2 separate regions of the Sus scrofa genome follow, and region 1 is linked to region 2. The links are chromatin contacts, called in public Hi-C maps. All regions are on one chromosome and are shown on one strand. The core of a region is the stretch at or near the end of the contact, and the rest is flanking DNA. Distances in the headings are between cores, read along the strand shown. Region 1 has its middle 16 kb from the start of YPEL1. Region 2 holds the start of MAPK1 (mitogen-activated protein kinase 1).

Region 1 (4,889 bases), core at 95-2,594, 92 kb before region 2:
TTAACCCACTGTTTCAGGCTGGGGATCAAAATTGCATCCCAGCACTCCCAAGGTGCCATCAATTCAGTTGCACCACAGCCGGAACTCCTTTATTTATTTTAAAAAATGTTTATTTTTTCTTTTTTGGCCTCCCTTCAGCACATGGAATTCTTGGGCCAGGAATCACTTCTGAGCTGCAGTTGCAACCTACGCCACAGCTGTGGCAATGCTGGATCCAACCCAACTTACTGTACTGGAGATTTGAACCTGCGTCCTGGCACTGTAGAGACACTGTCCCATCCCATTACACCACAGGGGGAACTCCTGATGGGAATTTATATCTTGAGAATAACTATACATTCAATGGACAGAGCTTCCCAAAATTTAAACAAATCACCTAGGAATTTATTAAAATATTTGCTGAAAGGCAGGATGTCTCAGGTGGAGCCTGAGATTACGCATTGTAAGTTTTAATTGTGGTAAAATGTCCATGGCCTCAACTGTGCCATCTTACACCAGAGATTCTGTGCTTAAACGGGCTTCAGTGATGGGGGATGCTGCTGGTCCCTGGCCCATATTTTGTGCATCAGGCTTTATGAGCCTTTCTTTGTACAAGTGTTGGAGGTAGGAGGCTGCCATACCCAAATGAGCAAGCCACACAGCATGCTTTCCAGGAACCTCCTGGCAAGTGGACGAGAGAGGAGGCAACATTACTCGGGGTGGGGTGGGGGAGAAGAAAGCATCCAGATCGGAAGTGTGGCTAGGACCTGCGTGTTGGAGAGCAGTCAGGACACTGGTGTCCGGACTTGCTGCTTCTTAGAGAGAATGCTGGGTGTGGAGGCTGATGACTGCCTTCTGCTGTTGCAAGTAATGCTGGGACAAACACCTCTGTCATGTGGCTGTTGTCCCTAGAATTATTGTCTAGGGAAAAAAAGTCCTAGAAATGGAATTTCTGCATCAAGTACGTCTTCTGGGAGTTCTCGTTGTGGTGCAGCAGAAACGAATCCGACTAGGATTTGCGGGTTCGATCCCTGGCCTCACTCATCTGGTTAAGGATCCGGCATTGCTGTGAGCTGCAGTGTAGGTTGCAGACATGGCTCAGATCCTGCATTGCTGTGGCTGTGGTGTAGGCTGGCAGCTACAGCTCTGATGAGACCCCTAGCCTGGGAAGTTCCATATGCTGCGGGTGTGGCCCTAAAAAGACAAAAAGACAAAAAAAAAAAAAAAAAAAAAAAGAAAGAAAGAAAGAAAGAAAACCAAACACATCTTCTGATTGGCTGCTGTCAGTCTCTATTCATTTACAGCACTACAAGCAACACATTACAACTTCACAATATCTGGCTTTTATAGTTTCGCTTTTGCTGAGGGGAAAAAAAAAAAAAAAAAAAAAACCCAAAGCAAAGCAAACCAAACCACATCACCACCAACCCCTAGAAAGTAGGGGGTGTACAAAACGGCGCTTCATCTTGACTTTGCATTTCCCTGTTTACCAATGGCACTGGTCACTTTTCCTCATGTAACCAGACAATGCTCTTTGATTACCTTGGTAGTTGGGAAAGAGTTGAGGTGTTTGTATTTTTGTGATTCTTTTTGTTTTGGAAAATAGGCTCTTATTGTTGTTCCCTTGTGGTGGACATGCCCCTGGCTGCAGCGGTGTCCTCTGTGCTGTTTTCCTTGCGGGCCTGTGTTGAAATCAGATGTGTGGAGTTCCCGTCGTGGCGCAGTGGTTAACGAATCTAACTAGGAACCATGACGTTGCGGGTTTGGTCCCTGCCCTTGCTCAGTGGGTTAACGATCCGGCGTTGCCGTGAGCTGTGGTGTAGGTTGCAGACGCGGCTTGGATCCCGTATTGCTGTGGCTCTGGCGTAGGCCAGTGGCTACAATTCTGATTCGACCCCTAGCCTGGGAACCTCCATATGCCGAGGGAGCGGCCCAAAGAAATAGCAAAAAGACAAAAAAAAAAAAAAAAAAAAAAAGAAAAAAAGAAATCAGATGTGAAGATGCTTCTCTCCAATCCTCCGGTCTGTCCAAGACACTGGACTTATTACTCTTCTCCAGCTGCCTCTGCTGCACCAACACCTTGCCCTTCTGGATGCGTTTGTTAGGAAAAGCATTGGGCAGGGGAGTTTCCACTGTGGTTCAGCAGGTTAAGAAACTGACTAGTATCCATGAGGATTTAGGTTTGATCCCTTGCCTCATTCAGTGGGTTAAGGATCTGGTGTTGCTGTGAGCTGTGGTGCAGGTCACAGACATGGCTTGGATCTGGTGTTGCTGTGGTGTTGGCCGGCAGCTGCAGCTCTGATTCAACCCCTAGCCTGGGAACTTCCATATGCTGTGGGTGTGGCCCTGAAAAGACAAACAACAACAACAACAACAAAAACCCCCCCCCAAAAAAAAGGAAAGAAAGAAAGAACAAAAAGAACATTGGGCAGCCAGCATGAAACTGACTCCTGGTTTTAGCTCCAACACATGAAGAGTTTAGAGGCCTCCCTCACCCTCAGAACAAGAAAAAATCTGAATAAACTGAAAATCAATGATTTCTTCTAGATTCATCAGAGGATTGAGGGTACAGGACCCACCCCCCCAACCAATACATACAAGCTGTAAGCATCACAGCTTACATACTGGAGCCAGGAACTGGCAGGAACATGCAAAAAGGCCCCACAAATGCTGGAGGCTGGGAGTTCCTGTCATGGCTCAGCAGAAACAAATCTGTTTAGCATCCATGAGGACACAGATTTGATCCCTGGCCTCGTTCAATGGGTTAAGTGTCTGGTGTTACTGTGAGCTGTGGTGTAGGTCATAGATGTGGCTTGGATCTGGCATTGCTGTTGGTGTGCCATAGGCCAGCAGGTATAGCTCCAATTTGACCCCTAGCCTGGGAACCTCCATGTGCTGTGAGTGCGACCTTAAAAAGACAAACAAACAAACAAAAAACAAAGGCTGGAGGCGAGTGTAGACTAGCTTGAGAGTTAAAAACTCATGGGGACCCAGGCTAAGGGGGCCCACATTTTTATGACTTGTGCCTCCAAGGAGCCCCACCAGGTTCTCACAGGGAAGATTGGAGGAAAACCCCATGTGCCCAGGGGAGAGGGGAATAGTAACCATTTTGAAACATGCCCAGATTGTTCTTCACTAGGAAGTGCAGCAAGGAAGGGACAGGATTTTCTCAGAGCCTCATTCAACACAAGGGAAGGGAGAGATATAACTTAACCTCCCTAGGCTTTCTGTCTTACCTAAGGGGGCAAACAAGCCCCAAGAAACACAGGGACATGATTAGGAAGCACTCCCCCTCCACCCACATCCTCCTGCCCTATCAACAGGGCTCCTGTACACTGCCAAAAATTGCAGCTAGGTTCAGATTCCACCTAAGGAGGAGTCTCTAGGGAACCCCAAGGACAACAGGGGAAACAAAGCAGAGACACTGGAGGAAATTTCAGTCTGAAGCTACTGAACAAACAGTAAGCAGAGCCTGACTTCCAGCCAGGAAAACAAAAACCTCACACTAAAGGCTTGTCTCCTCCAGTTCTTTTACCCAATAGATCATGTCTGCCTTCCAACAAAATGTTACATGTGTGCTAAGAGAAAAAACACAGTCTGAGGAGCAAAGGAGGAATCAGAACCAGACCTAGATATGCAGAGATTTTGGAATTATTGCACTGGGAATTTAAACCACCTATGATTAAGGGCCCTAATGGAAAAAGTGGACAACATGCAAGAACAGATGAGTAATGTAAGCAGAGAGATGGATACTAAGAGTCAAAAGAAAACCCTAGGGGGGAAAAACCCTAACAGAAATGGAGAACAACTTTGATGGGCTCATCTGTAGATTGGACACATCAGAGGAAAGAATCAGTAAGCTCGAAGATCTGTCACTAGAAACTTCTCAAACTGAAACACAGAAGGGAAAAAAAGGAGCAGGATGTCCAAGAACTGTGGGAAAATTATAAAAGACGTTAACACATACACAATAGGAATTCCAGAAGGAATTGGAAATGGTTAAATAATGGCTGAGAATATTTCAAAATTAATAATCTCAGCTAACACTGAGTAGGAAAATACCCAAAGATCTCTTCGTAGGCATATCATATTCAAGATGCAGAAAATCAAAGACAAGGAGAGAATTTTGCAAGAAGCCAGAATAAAACAAATAAAACTCTGTTACCTATAGAGATACAAGGCTAGGAATTACATCAGACTTCTCTTCAGAAACCACACAAACAAGGAGAGGAATGGAATGTTTTTTTAAATGTTTAAAGAAAGAGTTTTGTTTGTTTGTTTTTTGACTGCCTTGAGTGGCACATGGAGTTCCAGAGTCAGGGATCATATCTGAGCTGCAGTTATGACCTATGCTACATCTGTGGCAACACCAGATCCTTAATTCATTCTGCTGGGCTGCGGATCAAACCTGCATCCTAGTGCTCCAGAGATACCACCATTCCGTTGTGCCACAGCAGAAATTCCTAGGCCTGACTTTTTTTTGTTTTTTTGACTCTTTAGGGCTGCAACCGTGGCATATGGAGGGGTCAAATGGGAGCTGTAGCCGCTGGCCTACACCACAGCCGCAGCAATGCCAGATCCAAGCCACGTCTGTGACCTACACCACAGCTCATGGCAATGCCAGACCCTTAACCTGCTGATCAAGGCCAGGGATCAAACCCGTGTCCTCATGGATACTAGTCGGGTTCATTAACCACTGCGCCACTTCAGGAACTCCTGAATTTCTGACATATATCATTTTCTTTTTCTCTGAAGAACTCTTAAAACATTTTTTGCAAAGTAGATCCACTGGCAGTAAATTCCCTTAGTTTTTTTTTTGTTTGTTTGTTTTGTCTAAGAAAATATATATTTATCCTTTTTTTTTTTTTTTTTTTTTTAGGGCTGCACACGTGGCATATGGAAGTTCCCAG
Region 2 (4,789 bases), core at 1,885-4,384:
CAATAGCCTAACTGATTTCCCACTTTGCTTTTTCCTGTCACTTCTACCAGTGTTGCTCTATCTTCCCTCAAAATTTCAAAACTGACCATGTGTCTGCCTCTTTTCAAAAACACTGATGCTTCTCCATTGCACAAATATACGCTCAAGCTTGGTTTCGGCTTTAGAGTCCTCTACAATTTGCCAACTAAGTACTTTTCCAGAATTAGAGTCTACAGCTCAAACTGTCACTTGCACCGATTATCTTTCTATCAAAATCACACCCACTCCTAAAGGCCCAATTCAAGCTCCACTCTTCATCTTTATATTCTCCACATGATGATTAGGAAAGGACTCTGCACAGAAAAAGCAAATTCCTAATGAACTGATTCAGGGAGTGAAAAAAAATTTTTTTCTCCCAAAACACTTAAATCCTCTGGAAGCATTAAATTTTTGAAAACATCCCTATTCAAATATTACTATTTCAATCAAGAAATCCTCCATAAACCCAACAATGTAAACCAACATTTATTAAATGCTAATAATGTGTGACATGGATTTAATTCTTATATTAAATATCATTAATCTGAAGATAAAAAGCTATAATCTGTACCCAGGATTCTAATTCCAATAATATTTACACTTGGATCCTACTTAAGAAAGGAACGTCACATTAAGAGGGCTTGGTATTTTACCCGACAGAGATTTAGAAGGTCAAATAAGTCTACAGAAGCTACAGAAAGTTAGCAGATCTAAATGAGCTTCAGACTAGTAAACATTCTTATCAAATTAAAAAGAAAAAAAAACCTCTAAACTGGATTGTCATAAAACTAGTTTTTTGGTTTTTGTTTTTTTTTTTGTCTTTTTGCCATTTCTTGGGCTGCTTCCGCAGCATATGGAGGTTCCCAGGCTAGGGGTCCAATCAGAGCTGTAGCCCCTGGCCTATGCCAGAGCCACAGCAATGCAGATTCCGAGCCACGTCTGCAACCTGCACTACAGCTCACAGCAATGCCGGATCCTTAACCCACTGAGCAAGGCCAGGGATCGAACCCACAACTTCATGGTTCCTAGTCAGATTTGTTAACCACTGAGCCACGATGGGAACTCCAAAACTAGTTCTTTTCAGAGTCTATCTTAGGTTCTAATTTATCTTCTTTGGAAGGGCTGAAGGACATGACAGGCAATTCTGAACACTTCATAGAGACCTTTACTGGCACACTTACCAGCAGATACAACAGCAATCAGATGTAGGACACAAGTGATGCTGTGGGGCATTACTTTCTCTCCATTGCATTCTAGGACTGCATTTCTTTTAGGCCTCAACTAATTTAATTTCGCTTTTGGCTCCTTAGCCTCTGAATTCACGTTAATTCTCAGCTGTATACTTTGAAGCATTTTGATCTTGAAAAGAATGAAAATATTCAAGATTCAATGAAAGTCTTTTTCTTTTTTTTTAAAGTTTATGTAGTCTTTGAACCTAGCTAATGTAACTGGTAAATCATGCCCTCTATGGCCTTTCTGAAATCAAGATCATTTAAAGTTGAATATATTTCTGAAATAGATTTGCTTATGAGTAAGACAGACTAGAATTCTAAAATTATTAATAACATTATTTAAGAAAAATAGGATGTAATGAAAAGAGCTGCAGCAACTGAAGTTAAATTCTCAGTCTACAATCTCAAGTCTGACTCTTTAGTTGAATGACCTTAGGAATTGGCTTTACCAGAAATACTTTCTCATCTGAAAGATCTCACAGCCCTTCCCTCCCACCAGCTGACTATTCAAATAAAATGAGATAATATATCTAGCACAGTACCTGCCACGCAGCATTCAGTATTAGTTTTTTTCCTTCGTTCAACACAAAAGACACTCACAAGATTTAGGTATAAGGGAGTCCACACCTGCACAAGTCTTCATCAGCACAAGACAGCTAGTTAGTACTAATTTAAAAAAAAAAAAAAAACGAAAAAAAAACACCGTCACCTCCACTCCACAAACGTTTCTGAGGGATCTGCATCAAGACGAGGGAACCAGCATGTGACACTGCAAGAACTCCACCAGGACTGCATACATATTGACCACTAAAGCATTGACAGTAAAAGTCCACAATAATTGTGCTAAAACGTCTGGATGCCTTTATGCTGGTAATAGAGTTCAAGCGAGATAAAGGAAAAAGAAGCCAATTTAGGCCCAACTCCAAATGACTCCTTAATAAATCAAGAGAGGGATGCTGGTTTATCTTTCCTAAAACGCGGACAGTACGATATTAAAACCCATTTAAAAACTTCATCAAGAATGAAATATGCCAAAACAAACATTGACGCCACTAATGCTTTTTCAAAAGCCTGCGCAGGAGAGCACCGCTGGCACCACCGAAGGTATCTGATGAAAGCCGTGCGTGGAAAACGCAGGCGAGGGAAGGAAAATAACAGACGGTCATTTCGGGGCGGGGCACACACGCCGCGGCCGCCGCCGCCAGCATCTGAAGGAATTCGCGGCTTCCCACCCCGGCGCGAAGAGCAGGCCGCGCGGCGCACACCCAGGCCGGGGAGGGGGGCGGGGGGGGCGGAGGGGGCCTAGGTTCCCGGGCCGGGGTCCTGGATCCAGTGTCCACCCCCCGCCCCCTCCCCGCGCCGAGCAACGCCCCAGCCCGACCAGCCCCGCCCCGACCGAGGCCCCGCTGCGGTTGGCGGCGCAGCGGGCCTGGGTCGGAGGTCGGAGGTCCGGGTTGGGGTAGGGGCTGGGTCCGCGTCCGGGGTCGGGGTCAGGGTCGGGGTCCGGAGAGCAAGCGGGGCAGCAGCGGTGAGCCCGGCTGGGGGGGAGGGGAGGGCGGCGGGCGCGGCCAGGCCGCGGGGCATGGACACTCACCACACCATGCCGTAGGCGCCCTCGCCGATGTAGGAGAGGTTGGTGTAGCGCGGCCCCACGTCGAACACCTGCCCGCGGACCATCTCGGGGCCCGCGCCCGCCGCCGCCGCCGCCATGTTGGCTGCCGGGCCGCCGCCGCCGCCGCCGCACTGGGCTCGATGCTCCGCGGCCGCTGCTCGGCCCACGCTGCACCAACGGGGAGACCGCGCCCCAGCCGCTGCAGCCGCCGCCGCTGGCCGGGAAGAATCAGTGAGGGACCCGCTCGGGAGAGGTAGATAGCCACCGACCGCTCGTACCGACTGCCCGCCTGACTGACTGACGGGCGGGCCGGCGGGCGGAGGGAGGGGCGCGCGCCGAGGAGGGCGCCGGGGCAGGGCCGTAGGCGTGAGCGCGGATTGGCTCCCGCGGCCTGGGGGCAGGGCTGCGCGGCCGGCGGAAGAGGCGCGTTGGGGGCGGAGCACTGCAGCGGCGGGGCGGGGCGCGGTCACGTGCGCTCGCGGGAGGCGGCGGGGAAACGCTGAGGACTCCGAGGCGGGGCGAGCTTGCGGGGCCGAACGGGCGGGGCAGCGGGCCGAGAGAAGCTCCGGGCGGCTCCCTCCGAGTAGGAGCGCGACCGGGGCGGATTCCCCCCGCCCCCGCGCGCCGAGCCAGGTTTGTGAGAGTCCGGGGCCCATACAGATTAGAGGCCTCGAGACCCGCACAGAAGCCGGAAGGGTGACCGAGACCGAGAGAGATATTTGCATCCTGAGAAAGTGTGAAACCCAGAGTGGGAGGCGGAGACAAGAAGCCCGGACGCGGCCCGCTCCGGCAGAGGCTCGTTCAACAAGTGTCACCGCGTTCCTGCGCGTCCACCCTCCTCGAAGCTACCCTCCAGGAGATGATGGATGGACGGTCGATGGATCTGAAGGAAGACTCAAGTTGTCTGCGAAGTACTGCGAAGAAAAGGAGAGCAGAGTAAGGGGTTCGGGAGTAGTGGGTTGAGACCCTGAGAAAAACACTGAGATTCAGAGACTGGCACCCAAGTTGGTACAGATGGGCAGGATCTTACCCAGGTAGAAACGCGAAAAAAACAAGTATTAACATCTAGAGAAAACGAGTTAGACGCACTGAGGTTCAGAGATTGTCACAAAAATGGAAAAGAATGTATATATGTATAACTGAATCACTTTGCTGTATAGCAGAAATGAACACAACATAAATCAACTGTAACTTTAATAGTCACAAACACCAGAGGTTGAAAATAAAAGGCAGAATCTTGAAGCAGGTGAATTCGATAAACAGCTAAGACAATGAGACAGAAGATGATCCAGCCCTTGCTTCTGAGCCACTTCATTGGAGTCACCTGCGTCGTCTTGGAAAGGGGACTAAGGGTGGGAAATTCTGCGTCCTGATTGTCTGACACTGTGATCCAGAAAGCCTGGACTTCCAGTCATCAACAAAGATCAACTAGACAGTCTTGAAGATGAATAAGCAAAAGAGAAAAAAATCCTCTGGGGAAAAAAAAAAACATGTGGCATATGAGAAAATAAATAAAGGGCTACAGCCAAAAAGTACTCTTTTGAAATATGTTTAGTCCATAAAGTAGAACCCAACACCTGATTCTTATTCCTTTTTTTTTTTTTTTTTTTTTTTTGTCTTTTTGCCTTTTCTAGGGCCACTTCCCACGGCATGTGGAGGTTCCCAGGCTAGGGGTCTAATCAGAGCTGTAGCCACCGGCCTATGCCAAAGCCACAGCAATGCAGGATCCTTAACCCACTGAGCAAGGCCAGGGATCAAACCCTCAACCTCAGGGTTCCTAGTCAGATTTGTTAACCACTGAGCCATGACAGGAACTCCCTGATTCTTGATTAAAAGAAGAACTTGCATCTTTTAAAGGACAGGCCAAGATAAATAGAGGGTACCATGAAATTAAAACCACAATAGCCAAAGTAAAAGCAATGGTTGG

What was found. Hi-C and Micro-C count contacts between places; a contact is called where the count stands out from the background.
Region 1: a contact with region 2 is called in a Hi-C map of blood, with 3 times the contacts expected there. The contact joins the enhancer-like site here to the promoter of MAPK1 in region 2. A contact is called at or near these places in 4 of 47 Hi-C or Micro-C datasets (blood, brain, embryonic fibroblasts and 1 more) and 1 of 2 datasets of contacts at active chromatin or transcription factors (alveolar macrophages).

What each region holds. Positions count from the first base shown.
Region 1 is chr14:50,172,451-50,177,339 of Sscrofa11.1, reverse strand. No RefSeq gene overlaps it. Among named protein-coding and RNA genes, the nearest start is that of YPEL1, 16 kb to the left of the region's middle. Within about 2 kb of position 1,344, at least 1 of the 83 cell types and tissues checked has an H3K27ac peak or open chromatin away from gene starts, as enhancers often do.
Region 2 is chr14:50,081,901-50,086,689 of Sscrofa11.1, reverse strand. MAPK1 (mitogen-activated protein kinase 1) reads right to left here and starts at 3,134. Exons shown (of 9, transcript NM_001198922.1): 1 at 2,845-3,134. The coding sequence starts at 2,960. It overlaps PPM1F (protein phosphatase 1F), which reads right to left. Exons shown (of 8, transcript XM_021073287.1): 8 at 3,643-3,776. The coding sequence ends at 3,664.